Linked DNA regions of Mus musculus: region 2 is linked to region 1. Evidence: chromatin contacts called from public HiChIP or PLAC-seq data. All regions are on one chromosome and are shown on one strand. Each heading gives the region's core, a stretch centred on a gene start, on an enhancer-like site or on the middle of the called end of the contact. The rest is flanking DNA. Distances are from core to core; before and after follow the strand shown.

Region 1 (6,110 bases), core at 2,464-4,963:
TCTCTACGCTAGCCCAAAGCCCTGTTACTCCTTTTCTGGCTTTTATTTGGGCTGGTGAGACCTTACCAACTTTTCTCTCCCTGTGAACCTGTGGTCCACATAACCCTGCACCCCATGTTGGATCCAGTTGCTATGGAGACTACGAATTTCCTTCCCATCATTCCATGGGCACCGCTTGAACTCGGAGGGAGTTGTGGAGAGGGATTTGTTTCCATGGCCTGAGCTATTGACAAGAAGTCTCAGTAAAATCTCTTTTACAAAATACATGGTGTGTCACCTTGAGAGAGGGAACCCCTTTTGATGAATTGTCTCTAGAAGAGTGACCTGTAGGCAGTTCTGTCGGGTCATTTTCTCAGTTGATGATTGTGGGAGGGCCTGGCCCACTGAGGGAGGTACCACCCTGGGCAGGTGATCTTGAGATGCACAAGAAAACAGGCTGAGGAAGCCACGGAGGGCTAGTCAGTAACTTTCCACTAGTACATGAATAACCTTATCAACTTCTAGTTTACAAGCTACAAAACTTACCTGTTTAAAGTGTTTAAGTTACTGATGTTTAAAATTTTTATTACACATATTATTTACTTATGAGTGTTGAGGGGCATATGCCATGCCATATGTGTGGCCAGGGGACTACTTTTGGGAATTTATTCCCTTTAGGTCACTCCTGACTAGGTGGTCCTGGGTTGTATGAGAAAGCAGGCAGAGCAAGCCATAGAGAACAGGCGAGAAGACAGGACCCCCACATGGTTTCTGCTTCCAGTCCTGCTTTCACACTCCTGCTTTGAGTTCCTGCCCTGACTTTCTTCAGTGATGGACTATTATCTAGGTGTTATAAGATGAAGCAAAGCCTTTTCTCTCCCAGGTTTCTTAGAGTCATGGTGTTTATCACAGCAACATAAGGGAATGAAGTAAGCAGAAAGAAGGTCATATCATTGTTCTAATTTAAACTTTTGGCTACTGGGACCGTCAACACTCACCTGTTCAGGTTCCTAGAAAACCGTGGAATTCCTCCTTCCTCTCGTGAGTTACTGCTGAGGCCCTGGACACTCCATCCAAGAATCATAACTAGCCGTTTTTAGCCCATGCCGGAAGAGGTGAAGCTCTGAGAATCACCTCTTTCAGTTACTGGTGCAGCCAATATCCCAGTGGCTGCATGAGTCCACGTTGGGCTCATACGAGTCTCTGAACTCCACAGTAGGCTGGACCTGCCCACACCAGTCATTAATCAAGAAAATGTTCCCACAGACATGAGCTGGTCTGGTGGGTGAGATGATCTTTCCGAAGTGATTTTAGTTTGTGTCATGTTGACAAAAACTAGCCGGCTCACACAACACACTTGCTGCAGCCCAGCCTACACAGTGCTTGCTTGTATTTTATGCTATTTAAGACTGACTCTCTGGTCCATTTTGGAATGGGACAGCAGAGGGGTAAGATGTAGCTGCTAGAGTTTCCCGGTATCATGGCGGATCCACAAGGATTCACCATTGGAGGAGTAGGATTTAAATAAGGCTTACAAGATTAGGTTTTAGTTGTTGAGCCCAGAGATTGAGGTACCATTGTTTCAGGGGGTGGGGGGAGGAAGAACGACTCTCTGAAATGTCTTGACGTTGGACTACTGAGTTGAATTGCTAATGTTTATCGAGCACTTACTCTGTGACACTACTGTGTTAAGTACTTTGCATGCATTATCAAACTAAATACGTTTGAAAGGTACTTAGCATTTTAAATGGCTCTATTAATTTCTAATTTGCAAAGCAGAAACGTTACGAATTTAAAGCGTTTAAGTTAGTGATATTTAATTTTTAAATTATGTTTATTTATATGTATGTATGTATGTATGTATGTATGTATGTGGTGGTGGGGATCAGTAGACTTGCCACCAAGCACCTTCACTTACCCAGCCCTCTTGCTGGCTTCAGTTTATAGGTTTTTAAAGCATATTTACAGAGTTGAACAAGCACCATTTAATTATAAGCCATCTTCATCAGCCTATAAAGATAACTTACTTGTATTGGTTGTCATCCCTGCTCCCTTCCGGTTTCTCTACAACTCCCAGCCCCAGGCAGCTATGAGTGTACTTCCTCTATAGACTTCCCCATCCTGGATGCTTCATGGACACGAATTCATGTGACTTTGGTGACTTTCCTGGGTAGCTTCTTTTACTCAGTGTATAACCTTAGAGGTTCATTGATGCTGGACACACCAACATGCATGTTCATTGATATAGGACACACCAGCATCCCCTGATGCAGGACACACCAGCATCCCAGTTCATTGATGCAGGGCACTGCAGCATGCCTGTTCCTTTCTGTGCAGACGATATTCGGTCCTATAAACTTGCACTGTGTTCATACTATCGTTTACTTGGTTAGTGAGCATCTGGTCTGATGCCGCTTTTTGAATATTGGTGTGTAAGTTCTTTTGTGGCCTAGAAGCTGCCAGCTCACTCTCCATTGTACAGATGAGGAGGGAGATTCAGAAAGCTGGGCTTCCTGAAGCCATACAGCTACTAGGAAGCTAGACTCAGGTCTCTGATGACAGTTACACATCCCTGCACACAACTCGGTGTCATTGCTGTATTGGGAGGGGACCCAAGCAGGGGCGGTCACATGACTCTGGAGGTACTTCCCTTAGCTTCTCACCATGTCAACTCGGGTCTCTAGGGATACTCTAATAAAGCAAAGGGCCGGCTCCTGGGAATACACTTGTTAGAGGAAGCAGAGAGATGGCCGTCTGAGCAGAGCCTCAGGGGTTGCAGATATAAGGGACCTGGTGGCAGATGGCTGGTTCCAGGAAGGACTTACATGGCAGGAAAAAACTGTCTCCTAGAATCCCTTTGGGGCAGGTTCTGGTAAAAAACTGAATTTCCTGGAACCGTAGACTATGGGATTTGAATTCTTTATAATTTAGATTATTAATGGAAATGTGATCTCAGAGCCTGCTTAGTGAAGCTTGCAAATATTAATTATAAGTAGAAAAGAGGTGATTGATCTTGGGATAGATTATAAAAATGTACTCTTGTCACTTAGCAAAAACTGTATTGCCGGCAAAACATTCAGAGCGCTTTAAGAACTTTAAAGGGTTTAAGTGGGAGAAAAGCTTTGCATTTGTCCTGATGAGACTTTGGATGGGGAGGCCAGTGCCACGTGAGGTCACTGTTTGGTGAGCCAGCCTCCAGGGTGGTGGTGAACAAGATAATACTTGTCTTTCTAGAGGTGGTGGAGCACACCTTTAGTCCCAGCACACAGGAGGCAGAGGCAGGAGGATTTCTGTGAGTTCGAGGCCAGCCTGGTTTACAGAGCGAGTTCTAGGAGTCAGGGCTACACAGAGAAACCCTGTCTGGAAAACCAAAAGAAAACAAACCAGAAAAGTAGAGGAGAGGAAAAGGAGTAGAAAGCTACCAGAAGCCATGTTCTTACTGCTGCAGTTCCAGAAGCCGTCTGTAGGTGGGGCTATTGCTCAACACACTTGTTTTTGGAAGGAGACAGACTCAGCCACTGCAGCTGTTGTATTGCAGTCAACCCTGTATGTTTATCTCAGTTTTATTGGAAGCACCCCCAAACCCTTGTTTGCACCCTGAGCCCTAGGAACATTTACCTGTGTCCTTAAGAATGTCTTTTTGTCAAGCTGTAAAACCCCAGGCTTACAGCATGACCCACAAAGGATGAGATGTCGCATAACGGATCAAAATTTAGATTTGCTGAGTCATGCAAGTTACAGCACTGGAGCTTATCCAGTAAGGCCTGGCCTTCCAAAAGGGTGCTGGGCTTTATGCTGAACGTTGACACACACGGGCGCGCATACACACACACACACACACACACACACACACACACACACTATACACGAGTGCACCCATGCACATGCGTGCGTGATTAAGAGGCCCCTCAGCTGTGACATAAACCCACTGCGGATATAGCATTTACCTGGTACGCTCTGCAACACCCTTATGGGATTTTGAAGGCAGGAGAACTAATGAGAATATGGGCTATGAGCTGCCTAGGCTGACAAGGAAGTCCTTTGCTTCTGGCCCAGAAAGTAGGCAAGCTTGTGTGTGTGTGTGTGTGTGTGTGTGTGTGTGTGTGTGTTTCTGTGTGTTTGTGTATGTCCAACATCAATGAAGCTATGAAAGGAGAACTCATTATTTTGGAAGGATGACAAAAATCTTTGGTCATTTCCAGTTCTCTCCTCCTCTCTTCCTCCTCTTTAATTTTTTAAAAAATCAATTCAATGGTGCATATATGTGAAGTTGTCATGTGTGGGTTGTAGATGTAGGGAGATGCCCATGGATGCCAGAAGAGGGCATCATATTCTCTGGAGCTGGAGTTACAGGTGGTTGTGAGATACTGGATACAGATGCTGGCAGCCAAACTCTGGTCCTCTATGTGAGGACCTTCTAAGTACTAAGCCATGTCTCCAGCTCCTTCAACGGATACTTTAAAATAGCATACATGTTTATAGACCTCAATATAACTATCATTTTGTAAAAAAATAAAAAATAAAAAATGAGTGTCAATTTTCAAAATAAGAATGGCTTAAGTCAGCCTAGGTCCAAATACATTGAGCATAAAACATTGTTCCTTGCTAAGGACTCTAGCTGCCCTCACCTAATAAGCTAATATTTAATCATAGTAAAAAAAAAATCTCAGCAGCCCAACTTGTCCCATGTCCTGTGCAGTGTTTTAACACTCTTAAACAGATTTAAACTAAACAGGTCATAAAGAGCCAAAATACACCCACATACATATAAGTGGCAGATGACGTGAAAGGTTGTCCCCTCCTGAGCTCACCACATTCATGTGACTGATCACCGTGGATGGCACCTGACCTTGCAAGGTTGCTCTTACTACTTGGAGTCTCCTTTGCTAATTGTTAGGAGTGGGACAGGGTGTTTGTTCCTCACAATTTTAATTATTTTAGAATTCTTCTTTAGGAAGCTTTCCGTTCTGTGGATAAACCTTAGCATATTTATCTTTACCCATCTGGAAAGAGTTGAGCTCCACTTGTTTTCTGTTACAAATGGCTGCTGGAAGCGAATATCCTTGCGCTGTCTGCTGCGAATGCCTGTGAGTGTCCACAGGCTGGAGACTTCAGGGTAGAAGCCGGCCTTCAGTGTGTGCCCCTTAACCCCTATACCTGTTGTTACAATGTTTCCTAAATTGATTGCACCTGGTCACAACCCCAGTAGTAACTAATTTTGGGTCCATGACGTAACATGGCTCTTAATTTTTTCCAATTTTGAATTATGTAAGGTTTTATTCAGTTGTTTTAATTTTCACATTACCTGAGAGTGAGTATTTTGTTTTAGTTTTATTATGATCAGAGCTCTCTCTTTTCTGAAAAGTTTCTCATTTTTCTAGGCCCCCAAATTTTTTCTTCATACACTCTGGATGACACTCCTTTGTTGGCTTTAGGGCCTCTTGCTTGGAGAGAGCTTTCCTGGAGGGATGGCAGCAGTATGATTGCATGAGGTCTTAGCTTTTCATGCTGTCACCAAAGACCCAGTAGAAAGGAGAAAAGATTGATTTGGGCTCCTGGTTTTAGAGGAGCTGTCCATGGTTGTTTGGTCCCGTGTGCGAGCCAGCAACCACATGGGTGTCAAGAGGAACCCTGCCTTATAAACTTTGCTGTCCTAAACCTGTCCCAAGACGTGGACAAGGACTAAACAGTGAGCTGGATGTCAAACAGGAAAAGGCTTCTTGCTTCTTATCCCCAGCTTTGGAAGTAGCTCACCCAGATCCAATGGGGAAGGAGGAACATGGGTGCTACCCTTGGATGGACAGTAGGTAAGGTAAGTTGTGGTTAATACAAAATCACACACTATGGGAACTATTGTGGCCACTTTGATAAAACACCACCACCACCACCACCACCAAATTAATCTTTCGTACCAGTCCAGGATTGATTTTACTGTTAACTTCTCAGTTTTGGTTTTCTTGTTCCTTACTTTTGAACCAACTCTCCCCCAAATCTCAATCAAGCTCATAGATGAAACTAAGTCATCCCAGGCTATAAGCAATCAAGGGAGACTTCAGACGTGGGTAGAAAATCTTCCAAGTACTTCTTCCTGTACCAGCTGATGCTTTGCCCTTCCCCAACTTCATGGCTTT
Region 2 (6,110 bases), core at 2,700-5,199, 480 kb after region 1:
ATGGTGTTGAATGCAATCTTCCCAAACTCAGGTCCCTACATGCCAGCACAAAAACACAGTCAATGACAGGATAAGATGTCTCCACAAGAGCCCAGCAAACCTAACACAGCAGGCCCTGAGTATTGCAACATAGCTGAAGCACATGAAAAAAGATCTTAAATAGCCTTTGTGAATATTCTATGGATTCTTTTTAAAATTGAAAATAGACTGTTTTCTCATACAATATATGCTGATTATAGTTTCCTCTCGCTCCATTCCTTCCAGTTCCTCCCAATTGGTCACCTTTCTGTCTCTCATTAGAAAAGAGCAGGTTTCTAAGAGATAACAACCAAACATGACAAATGAAATCTAATAAGACGAAGCAAAAACTTTCATATTGAAGTTGGATAACAGGAGGAAAAGAGTCCAAAGAGTAAGCAAAAGAGTCAGATGTCCTCTCACCCGCAGAGCCAGGAGTCACAATAAAACACTAATAACTATAATATATGCACAGGGGACCTGGGGATGACTCTGATAGGGGTTTCTTAAAGAGGAAATGAGTAAATCCCTAGAGAAATCTGTGAACACACAAATAGAAGGAAGTGGTTATACAATTCAAGCCCTGAAAGTGCAAATAGAATCAATAAGGGAACTCAAAGTGAGAGAAAGCAAGAAAACAAAAATTGAGGAACTCAAACAGGAACCTCAGAGGCAAGCTTCACCAACAGAACACAAGAGATGGAAGCAGAGGCAAGCTTCACCAACAGAACACAAGAGATGGAAGCAGAGGCAAGCTTCACCAACAGAACACAAGAGATGGAAGAGAGAACCTCAGACATTGAAGACAAGATACAAGATATGAATACCTCAGTCACAGTAAATATTAAATCTTTAAAAAAAATTCTGGCATTATGAAAAGACTTGAACTAAGAATAATAGGAATAGAGAAAGAAGAAGAAATCTAGGTTACCTAGGTCAAAGGCACAGAAACTATTTTCGACAAATTCATGGGAAAAAAACAAAAGAAGGAGATGTCTATCAAAGTATAAGAAGTATACAAAACAACAAATAGACTGGACTAGAAAAGAAAGTCCCCCTGACAAATAATAATCAAAATATTAAACATTCAAAAAAAGAAATAACATTAAAAAGCTGCAAGGGGAAAAGAACAAATAATATATAAAGCCAGACCTATTAAAACAATACCTGACTTTCCAGTGGGGACTCTAAAAGCTAGAAGGGCATGGATAGATACTCTACAAATTCTTAAAACACCAAGATGCCAGCCCAAATTGCTCTACCCAGCAAAACTTTCAATCACAGTAAGTGGAGAAAATAAGATATTTCATGATAAAACCAAATTTAAGCAATATCTATCTATAAATCCAGCCCTACAGAAGAGCTAGAAGGAAAACCAATGTAAAGAAGTTAACCCCACCCAAGAAGTCACCTGGAATAAATAATCTCAGAACAACAAATCAAAAGACAGGAAAAACACACACACATACAGACCACTATCACAACAATAACAAAATAATAGGAATCAACAAACATTTCTCATTGATATCTCTCAAAGTCAGTGGTTTCAATTCCCCAATAAAAGGACTAACAGAATGAATGCAAAAACAGGACCCATCCTTCTGCTGCATGCAAGAAACACACCTTAATGTCAATGCTAGACAGGGAAAAAAGAATGTAAAAAGATATTTCAAGCAAATAGACCTAAGAAGCAAACTGGCATGGTCATTTTAATATCTGTAAATAATAGACTTTAAACCAAAGCTAACTGACATTATAAACCAATTGGATCTAACAGATATTTACAGAACATTTCCCCAAGTATAAAAGAATTTGCCTTCTTCTCAGCACCTCATGGAATTTTCTCCAAAAGTAAACACATACCTGAACACAAAGCAAATTTCAACAGATACAAGAAAATTGAAAGAACACCTTATATCCTATCTGACCACCACCAATAAAAGCTGGATATAAACAACAACAGAAACAAGAGAACTCTTACAAACTTGTGGAAACAAAATAACTCACTACTGAATAAAAAGTGGGCCAGGACAGAAATTAAGAGAGAAATTAAAACTTTCTACAATTGAAGGAAACTGTATCCACAACATACCTAAACTTATGGTACCCAATGAAGGTGGTTCCAAGAGATAAGTTCATAGTACTGAGTACCTATATTTTTTAAAAAATGAAGAGATTTTATAATAGTAATAGAACATCTTGAAGTTCTATAACAACACTAAAAAAATCCAGATAGGTAGATGGCAAGAAATAATCAAACTCAGAGCTGAAATCAAGAAAACAACAACAACAAAGACAATAAAAAGAATCAATGAAACAAAAAGTTGGTTCTTTTTAAAAAAATCAATAAGATTGACAAAACTTTATCCAAATTAACTAAAAATAGAAAGAAAATATTCAAATTAACAAAATTGGAAATGAAAATAGAGATATAACACCAAAGAAATCCAGAGAATCATAATAATAATTACTTTAAACACCTGTACTCCACCAAATTGGAAAATCTATAAGAAGTGAATAATTTTCTCAATAAACACCACTTAGAAAAGTTAACCCAAGATCAGAGAAGAAATTTAAATAGACCTATAACCCCTAGTGAAATAGAAGCAGTCATTAAAAGTCTAACAACAACAACAACAAAAAGTTCAGCAGTAGATGATTTTAGTGTAGAAGTCTATTCAAAGAAGAGTCAGTGTCAGTATTTTTAAATTATTCCACAAAATAGAAACAAAAGTAACATTGCCCAATTTGTTTTATGAGGTGACAGTTACTCCAATACTCAAATTACATAAAGACCTACCAAAGAAGTGGAATTACAGACCAATTTTCTGTCTGTACATAGATGCAAAAATTCCCAATAAAATAATTGCAAACCAAATCAATGAACACATCAAAAAGATCATCCATGGTGATCAAGTAAACTTCATTCCAGATATATAGGGATGGCTCAACATACAGGGACCAATCAATGTAATCCACCACAAAACCTTTCATCTACAGTGGTGTCCTGCTGCAAAATATGCTAGGACAATCGGGAAATAGTGGCACAAAGTTTGTGGTCACCAAATAATATTTGATTTGGCTTAACACCCATTCATTCCATGAGATAGAACCCACACCCACACCCACACCCACATCAAAGCAGTGGCCAAGAACTTGAGTCTAGATAACCCAGGATAAAATCAAATCAGAAAAAAAAAAGTGCAGCAATAAAACAACTCCAGTAATATCCTACTATATTCATAGACCAGGGCCTTGCTCCAGCATCATCAAAGAAGCTCTGTCTTCCTACTTCAACTTCCTAAATTGATTGTTATAATTGTGTATTGAAGTTAGAGGAAAGGACTTGAATCAGATTAAAGATGCAGAGAGGACTGTAGAGATGGCTCAGCTATTAAAAGCACTTGCTCTTCTTGTAGAGGCCCTGGATTCAGTTTTCATCACCCACAGATGGTTCATAAGCATCTGGCATCCAATTCCAGGGAATCCAGTGCGCTCTTCTGGTTTCTGCAGCCACCAAGGCATGAAAGTGATGACATAAATTCATTCAGGCAAAACACTCATACACATGAAATAAAAGTCAATAAACATTTCAAAGAAGAAGAGGGAGAGGAGGAAGAGGAAGAAGAGAAGAGAAGAAGAGGAAGAGGAGGGGGAGGGGGAGGAAGAGCAACAGATAATCATCCAGGGTTGTGTGGATGTGACTATCAAATGACTGCTATCTACATTACTCTTTCCTAAGCCTTAGTTCCTCATATCACCAGCAATGGCTGTTGCTTTATGCTGTCCTTTTCTAATAAGTCAAAATTACTCATCCTTGCTGCTGTCATATCCTGTTACCTATTCCCAGGACACTTGCATGTCTTCTTTATGCGTGTCTTTCTTGGTGGGTCTTGTCATTATAACAACCGAACTTCCCTATGGTTGCTGCCCATGCACAGGGGAATATGCAAGATGGTATGTTGCAAGCACTACGTTAACCAGACAGTGAAGGAGCTTCTACTGGGCCCCAGCAGTTGTGAGGCTTCTGAAATCTGAATCCCTGAAGATCCTGCACCCCTGCTGCTCAGGGCAGAGAGTATCATCTCCTAGACACAATGTGCTACTCTGCTCTGAAAGCATAAACAAGGAAGCAGCAGGCGACTCCTAGTTTTTCTTGGCTACAAACCTCAGTGGAAGATAAGTAGAAAACACGTCTAGGATGCATTACTCTATAATGGAAAAAACATAAAAATATGCAGCAAAATACTGGGGTATTTATGGATTGGAAGACGATCTTGTCTTTAGAAAGACAGTAAAAGCCCAAGGAGATTGTATACACTTAGCTTTAGCCAAGCATAAGAGATGCTATTGGTTTGTAGCTTAAGTGTCTCCTTAGGTTTTCTGTTGTCTTGACTACCTCTTGCCCTTGTCTGAAGGATAAATAATATTCTTAAAACCTTCCAGCAAAAATGACGTATTCTTCTTGCTTGTACTTTTATTGACTCCTTGCAAGCCACTCTGTTAGGGCTTAGGATTCTAGGAATCTGACTAGTCAGGGACTGTAGAGTGTTTATGCAGATAAGAGACAGACGGTGGAAAGGGGCTACTAGATTAAAAGAAACAAAATGATATCATCCAAGTACTTGAAAAAAAAATAGCACAGGAAAGCAGAGTTGGGAGAAATAAGGAAGACCTGGGGGGAGGGGCAGAAAGAGAACTATTATGCTGCATGTATTCTGTGCCATCCAAATTGACATGGTTTTATTTCATCCTTTTAATTCTAAGAGACAGGCTTATTATCCCTGATTCGCAGAAGAGGAAATAGAAATGCAGAAAGGTTAAGTAAATTTCTAAATGTCACATGGCAGGTGTGTGTTGTTAACAAGATTCAACACCAGCTCTGTCTGAAATCACAATAGCTCCAAAGAAAAATGGAAAGGGGAGCCAGGCGTGGTGGGGCATGCCTTTAATTCCAGAACTTAGGAGGGAGAGCCAGATGGATCTCTGTGAGCTCAAGGCCAGCCTAGTCTACCTTTATAGAGTCCAGGACAGCCGAGGGTATTACACAGAGAAACCCTGTCTTGGAAAAAACAAATATGGAACAGAAAAATGGACTGTCTTAGGGTTTCTATTCCTGCACAAACAACTGATGCCTTGTCAATTGGACACACAAACATGTCACTATAAAGCCTCAACCCTTACTTTCTTATTCATCCCCAAGATCTAAATAACTTTAAAAGTCCCATAGTCTTTACAAATTCTTACATATGAAAATTTTCACTCCCTTTAAAATATTCAGTCTCTTCTAAAATTCTAAGTGTTTTTACAATTAAAGTCTCTTAACTGTGGGCTCCAGTAAAATAATTTCTTCCTTCAAGAAGGAAAAATATCAGGGCACAACCACAATCACAATCAAAATCAAACTCTAGCCATCCCATGTCTAGGATCCACTCATGATCTTCTGGGCTCTCCCAAGGGATTGGGTCATTTCTCCAGCTCTTCCCTTTGTAGCACACATCTTGTCTTCTAGGCTCCAGTTGCCTGTACTCCACTGATGCTGTTGTTCTTGGTGGTCATTCATGGTATTGGCATCTCCAAAACACTGCTGTCTTCCACTGTAACTAGACTTCACCAATAGCCTCTCATAGGCTTTCTTCATGGTGCCAAGCCTCAATTCCTTTGCATGACCCCTTCAGTCCTGGGCCATGAATTGCAACTAAGACTGCATCTTCGCCAATCACCTTCCATGGCCTCTCACAGTGCTAAGCCTCAGCTGCTCTTCACGCTTTCAAAGCTAGTACCACCTGGGTGACTCCTACACATTACCAAGTCCAGCCACAGCATGAAGTACAATCTTGGCTATCTCTGGAACCTCTTTGTGCTCTCAGAAAGCGCTTCCCAGAAGATTTCACCTCAATGATGCTTGTCTCTTCTTAATCATCAGTAATTTCTTAGTTCCAGCTAACGAGCATCAATAGTCCCAGTAATCCAAAGGTTCCTCTTTAGTAGTTCTGGCATCTTGTTAATCACAGCTGATTCTTCAACCACAGCTAACTAAAACCACAGAATCTTCACAATAAAAACAGCAACAATCGTGATAAGAGTTTTTA

The links. HiChIP or PLAC-seq counts read pairs in DNA pulled down with a chosen protein or histone mark.
Region 2: a contact with region 1 is called in an H3K27ac HiChIP or PLAC-seq map of large pre-B cells, with 4 times the contacts expected there. The contact joins two enhancer-like sites. A contact is called at or near these places in 1 of 15 datasets of contacts at CTCF or cohesin (the NIH/3T3 cell line), 1 of 484 Hi-C or Micro-C datasets (neural stem cells) and 3 of 115 datasets of contacts at active chromatin or transcription factors (the NIH/3T3 cell line, large pre-B cells and vascular smooth muscle cells).

What each region holds. Positions count from the first base shown.
Region 1 is chr1:165,130,019-165,136,128 of GRCm38.p6, reverse strand. No RefSeq gene overlaps it. Among named protein-coding and RNA genes, the nearest start is that of Tbx19, 28 kb to the left of the region's middle. Within about 2 kb of position 3,713, at least 62 of the 459 cell types and tissues checked have an H3K27ac peak or open chromatin away from gene starts, as enhancers often do.
Region 2 is chr1:164,646,905-164,653,014 of GRCm38.p6, reverse strand. No RefSeq gene overlaps it. Among named protein-coding and RNA genes, the nearest start is that of Gm26685, 150 kb to the right of the region's middle. Within about 2 kb of position 3,949, at least 5 of the 459 cell types and tissues checked have an H3K27ac peak or open chromatin away from gene starts, as enhancers often do.